Linked DNA regions of Sus scrofa: region 1 is linked to region 2. A link is a contact called in public HiChIP or PLAC-seq data. All regions are on one chromosome and are shown on one strand. The core of a region is the stretch at or near the end of the contact, and the rest is flanking DNA. Distances in the headings are between cores, read along the strand shown.

What was found. HiChIP or PLAC-seq counts read pairs in DNA pulled down with a chosen protein or histone mark.
Region 1: a contact with region 2 is called in an H3K27ac HiChIP or PLAC-seq map of alveolar macrophages. The contact joins two enhancer-like sites. A contact is called at or near these places in 2 of 2 datasets of contacts at active chromatin or transcription factors (alveolar macrophages and skeletal muscle).

The regions. Positions count from the first base shown.
Region 1 is chr4:14,540,765-14,543,788 of Sscrofa11.1, forward strand. The region is part of intron 3 of NSMCE2 (E3 SUMO-protein ligase NSE2); the gene reads right to left. Among named protein-coding and RNA genes, the nearest start is that of WASHC5, 56 kb to the right of the region's middle. Within about 2 kb of position 1,512, at least 12 of the 83 cell types and tissues checked have an H3K27ac peak or open chromatin away from gene starts, as enhancers often do. A contact at or near this core is called in alveolar macrophages, where this site is marked.
Region 2 is chr4:14,243,686-14,246,473 of Sscrofa11.1, forward strand. No RefSeq gene overlaps it. Among named protein-coding and RNA genes, the nearest start is that of TRIB1, 53 kb to the right of the region's middle. Within about 2 kb of position 1,311, at least 2 of the 83 cell types and tissues checked have an H3K27ac peak or open chromatin away from gene starts, as enhancers often do. A contact at or near this core is called in alveolar macrophages, where this site is marked.

The sequences.
Region 1 (3,024 bases), core at 262-2,761, 300 kb after region 2:
TTCTTTGAAAACACTGCCTTCTCAGAAAGGATGTAGGTTCGATCCCTGGCATTATTCAGTGGGTTAAAGATCTGGCGTTGCGGTGAGCTGTGGTGTAGGTCACAGACATGGCTCAGATCTGGTATTGCCATGGCTGTGGTGTAGGCTGGCAGCTGTAGCTCCCATTTCACCCTTAGCCTGGAACTTCCATATGCCCCAGGTGTGGCCCTAAAAAAAAGAGAAAGCACTGCCTTCTCTCCACCTTCCTGAGTCAATACTCCACACAGGGGTCTTATTTGTTTCAAACAGAGACTCTGAGAGCCAAGCAATTACTGCATGTGTTTAAAAACTTTGGCTTCCTCTTTTTCACTGCTGAAATAATGCATGGTCTTTTCAGAGGTCTGGCCCTTCCTGATCTTCTGCATAGGAACATCCTGTCCCCTGGATGCCGCAGCATCTCTACCACTAACTGCCAGATCTGCTGGATCCATCTCTTGGCCTCTTCTGGAAGGTGTAGGAACTCAGACTACAGAAGCCTTTTCCCCAGTGGGTTGTGTAGAGTTACCAGTCCTGTCCTCAAAGAGGTTTGTAAATAAGTTTAGGAAATTACTAAGTATCCCTCCTTTGGAGAATCACAAGGCATAAAAGCATATTAAAGGCTTTGGAGTCTTTAAGGAAATTCTTTTAATCAAGCATTCCCCAAACTTATTTGACCACAAAATCCTTTTTTTTTTCCTATTATACTTACTCACATCCTGATGAATTAGTATTATGGAGCAAACTTGTGAAAATGCTGCATGAGAGGCACATTAAGGCCCAGTAGAGTGTAAACGTTTTAGAATTCTGAATAAAATCCAACACTTAATACCTGCAAAATAGCAAGACGGATTTCTATAAACTACCCATGATACTCAGCCTTAATATAGCACAGACCAGAATGTTCTACAGCTACCTTAGTGGGTAACCTAAGAGATTCAGATCTGATGCTTCCCTATAGAGGTAACTTAATTAGCGAAATATTATATCCAGAACTAACACTCTGTGTATTAGAAAAAATACTACCAAACACAACCTTAAGTTGGGAATAACTGCAGAGGGAGTTCTAAAGCAATGGAGTAGGAATTTGTTACCAGTAATCACAGAAAGAGACACATTCTGTGGCCAAGAAGCTGAAGAACGAATACCTATGTCAGCTTTTTTTCCCTGGCTAATTTCCACATCTGGGCAGTATTCCTATAGATGAGAAGGCTTATATATGGAGCATTTGTTAACTCTGACAAGAAAGGTATTAAGCGACCACACCTCAGGCTGGAGGGCCAAGTGCTGGAAGCAGGGAGTGGAAAAGAGGGGATTCTGCAGTTTTTTCCCACCTGTTTCCAAGAGATTTTTCACTAATTCCACTGTCACCTCTCACCTTCTTGCTAGTCCACTGACAATACTAATTTCTCTCATGCTCAGGAATCTTCTATCCTCCAGTGTAATGATCCCAAACGAATTTCCCCTCCTTCCTCTTTTGCCGATGACGCATAATGTGCGATGTACTCTTACATTTGGTCAGCAGATGATCATAGCCAATAAATCACAGCCTCTGCCCTGGAACTTTCTGCAGCTACTAGAGATTATTAGCTTTCTAAGTGAGACGTACTCCCCAACCCCGGCCTAACTAAGACAGTAACTCCCAACTTAACCCCATGAGATTTAAAGTAATAGATAGTGAGCTAACTTTAAAATAAGATTTACTAAAGGCAAAGCTTACCAGCTGATGAAGGGTGAAGGGTGAGGAAGCACAGGGAAGTGAGAGCCAAAAACATTCTAAACTAGGTGCATAACGTCAAGGCCCAGGTAAGCTATACCTTTGACCCACTTCATTCTTTTATTCTATCTAAGACTGTGTGAGTTTCAAACAAGTTACATGAGACATATTTCCACTCTTCTAACTCTCAACATACTAGTTTTAAAAGGCAGATTAAATGTTCAGGTTAGCTTATCAGGTGAGAACCACAGTTCCCAGGGTGTATCTGTGAAGAGATTTATAAGAAACGATACAAGTGAACTTATCTAGCAACTAATTGCTCCTATTAGGTTAATAAGGAAAATATCCTCCCTCCCTAGGCTTTTTGTAGGAGTTGTTATAAAACACTGACTTCAAAAACCACAAACAACTATGTGGCAGCAATCTGATTTAAATGCTTTCAAATCTTAGATAATCTGTAAGATGCTTGCAGCACAAAAGAAAATAGTAGAAGTGGAGAAAATACAAATGCTCTGGATTTTCCAATAAGGTAACATGGTGAAGCAGCACATACTAAAAGAACAATATACAGGTAAAATCTGACAATTCTTCTAAGATTTAAAGTTTGCTATAGTGAAACTGGACAATTAAGTATAATGAGAAATAAATGCCAAAGTATAATGTGAATCTTAAGCTTTACTTTTGCTAAACTCTAAGACAAGACTGCTCATTGAGAAGCAAAGAAAGTGTATATCTTACCACTGACCGTTAATAATAACATCTGTAACTAATCTGATCTGTTAGGCTATCTGTCATTTGGCTTTGGGGAGCTCACGCTTTTTCACTATGAGAATTAAGGTTATATAAAAGTTGCGAGGACCACCCCCACAACAGTGGTTGGACTCTTTTATCATCTCTTATTTGAAAAAAACATGTATTTGAGAATAGATTTGAGGATTCACTGAACTAAGCTGGTGCCCACCTTCTGGAACCTGAAGACCACAAGACAGGACTTCAGGTTTAGTTCAAAACCATTACATAAACCCAGAACCAGAAATACGCAGTGCACAGTATTACCACTGTTTGTTCAATACATGATAAAGAGTCTGACTTCAAGAGGGATATCGCCTTTGTCAGTGAAATGGCTTGAGAGGCAGAATACCAGTAATGAAATGACTCTTAAATCAACTATCACCATAACCTGCTTTACTAATAAGCACAGCTCCTGGCAAGCCGTAGGCGCTCCCATCTGTGAATGAATGAATCCTTGACCAACCTTAGGTAGGCTACTCAACTACTCTCCATACTTTACG
Region 2 (2,788 bases), core at 61-2,560:
AGTGAGGGGTTCCCGTGTGGCTCAACAGTAACAAACCCAACTAGTATCCATGACCATGTGGGTTTGATCCCTGGCCTCGCTCAGTGAGTTAAGGATCCAGCTTTGCCATGAGCTGTGGTGTAGGTCGCAGATGCGGCTCAGACCTTGTATGGCTGTGGCTGTGGTGTAGGCTGGCGGCTAGAGCTCCAATTCGACCCCTAGCCTGGGAATTTCCATATGCTGCGATTGCAGCACTAAAAAGCCAAAAAAAAAAAAAAAAAAAAAAAAGAAAGAAAGGAAAAAAAAAGGCTTGGGAGTGAGCAAGGCAATAAGGAGATGAGGGTGAGGGGAGAAGACAGGGATCAGAAATTGGAGAAAGGGAGGCAGAACCCAAAGAGGCTGGAGAGGTAGACCCAGAGGTGCCTGGACCTCTTGATGGCAGGGGTCAGACTTTGCTTAACCACAGCCAGGGGTTGGAAATACTTCTTACACAGTGACCCAGCATCCACGTGTAGAGAGTGACCTATGTACACACACACACACACACACACACACACACATGCATGCACACAAGCAGAAAAAAATGGAGGAGATGGATTGGGGTTTGGAGGTGACTAAAGGAATTTCATCTGGATCTGATGGGATGGGATGGGATGTTCCCCAGTGACATCTGGGTTTCACGCACAAGAACGCACAGAACACCTTCAGAACCGCGTACGCTCCCTAAACCTCCAAGGCAGGGGCAGGGGCGGGGTCTCTGTCCTTGCCTTTGTAACTGTGGGTCATGCATCTGTATCTGGGGGCTGGGGGACCTCTTTCTGTATGTCTGTTTTTCCATGCCTGCATATCTGTGTGTATCCCATTTTCTGACTCAATTTATCATTTCTCTGGGACACACTGTCCTAGAATCTTATACCAGATGTTAACATCTCTGAGCCTCAATTTTCCCAGCTGTGAAGTGGGTGTAATAATGCCTACCCCTTGGAGCGGTTGTGAGGATTATTTGAGAGAGCAGATGAAAGTACTGCTAAATCATAGCAGCTATTCAGATGAGGGGGTGGGCAGTAGTGATGGTGGTAGTAGTAACAGATTCTAGCCAAGAGGAAAAGGATAGAAAGGATGAAGGATTTAATCAATTGACCTGTAAGACCAGCCTGGAGGGTAGGCAGGGATGTGGCCACCTGGTCACCATGGTTTGGGGCTGGAAAGTGACCACACACCCCAACCCCACCCCAACCCCATCCCAACCCCATAGATTCACCACCCAAACCAACCCTTACAAAAGCCTGAGGCATCACGTTCTTGCTCAGCAACTGACTTATGAGCCAGACCACATCATCCTCCCCATCCATAAGGCAGCCAATCCTCCAGCCTCCTCTGATCCAGGGGCTGTCTCCCTCCAGGGTGGCGTGAAGCTTTCTTCCCCAGGGCACCCATCCTTAAAGGACCATTCCACATCCGAGTGCAATTTCCCAACGCTCCTTTTTCTCTGTTCTTTTCCAGGGACCCAGTGCCCCAAGCGTTCCAAAAATAAGAGAATATCCCCAAATTTGGCCTGGGGCGGGGGGATCGGCCCCTTCCTGAGACCATCACCCAGGGCCATCCCTGTTGCAACGGTGGTCTCGTAACAATCGCTTACAAACCCGGTTAGGCAAGTTGCTTTTGCGTGATGGGCTATCTTGAGTAAATAGCATCCTATGTCCCCTGCCGGTCACTTGCTCAAGACATTGCTGGACATTGCATTAGAGTCACTGACACACAGAGTTTTGAAAATGAAAACAGGCCCTCTGGCTTCTGATCAGATAGCATTTAACTCATTCGTGATTGCGCCAGGGTTTCCCAAGGCTCTGGGGCCACAGAACGGCTCTTGCTACAGTGCAGACAGAGGCTGGTGGGGACAGTTGGAGCCTCGGGCCACCCAACGATGAAGCTTCTAAGAGTGAACAGGCCAGCTGGGGTCTGCATCACCTTGGCCCCAGTAGCCCCCATGTGGTCCTCTGGGGCCGTTTAGCCTGTTGAGCTAATCCAGGTTCGACCCCCACGGGGTTGGGGGAGTAGATGTGGTTCCAGTCTCTTAATTTGATCCCTTATTCTGGGGGCCTTTCCTGATGATAGAGATCCTGAACTGACAGGGGTAGATAAGATACATTTCAGGCATCTATCGCTATGCGACACATCAGCCCAAAACCATGATTTAGAGCAGTGATGGAGATCCCGCGGTGGCTCGGCAGGTTAAGAACACAACAGGTATCCATGAGGATGTGGGTTGTTTGTTTGTTTGTTTGTTTTTTAATGAGGACTTTCTTTCCTTATTTCTTTTTGTCTTTTGTCTTTTTAGGGCCACACCTGTGGCATATGGAGGTTCCCAGGCTAGAGGTCTAATCAGAGCTATAGCCACCGGCCTTCACCACAGCCCCAGCAACACAGGATCCGAGCCATGTCTGTGACCTATACCACAGCTCACGGCAACACCGGATCCTTAACCCAGGATGTGGGTTTGATCCCTGGCCTCGCTCAGCCGGTTAAGGATCAGCAGCATACGTGGCAGATGCAGCTCGGATCTGGCGTGGCTGTGGCTGTGGTGTAAACTGGCAGCTGCAGCTCCGATGCAACCCCTAGCCTGGGAACTTTCATATGCTGCAGGTGCTTTCCTAAAAAGACTGAAAAATTTAAAAGATAATAATAATAAAGCCATGACTGAACTTCTCACACTTCTGCTGGTCAGCTAGACAATTCCTCTGCTGGTTTTGTCTGGGTCTGTTGGATGGTCACTGGGAGTAGAAGCTCCAAGATGGCCTCAGTCATGAGT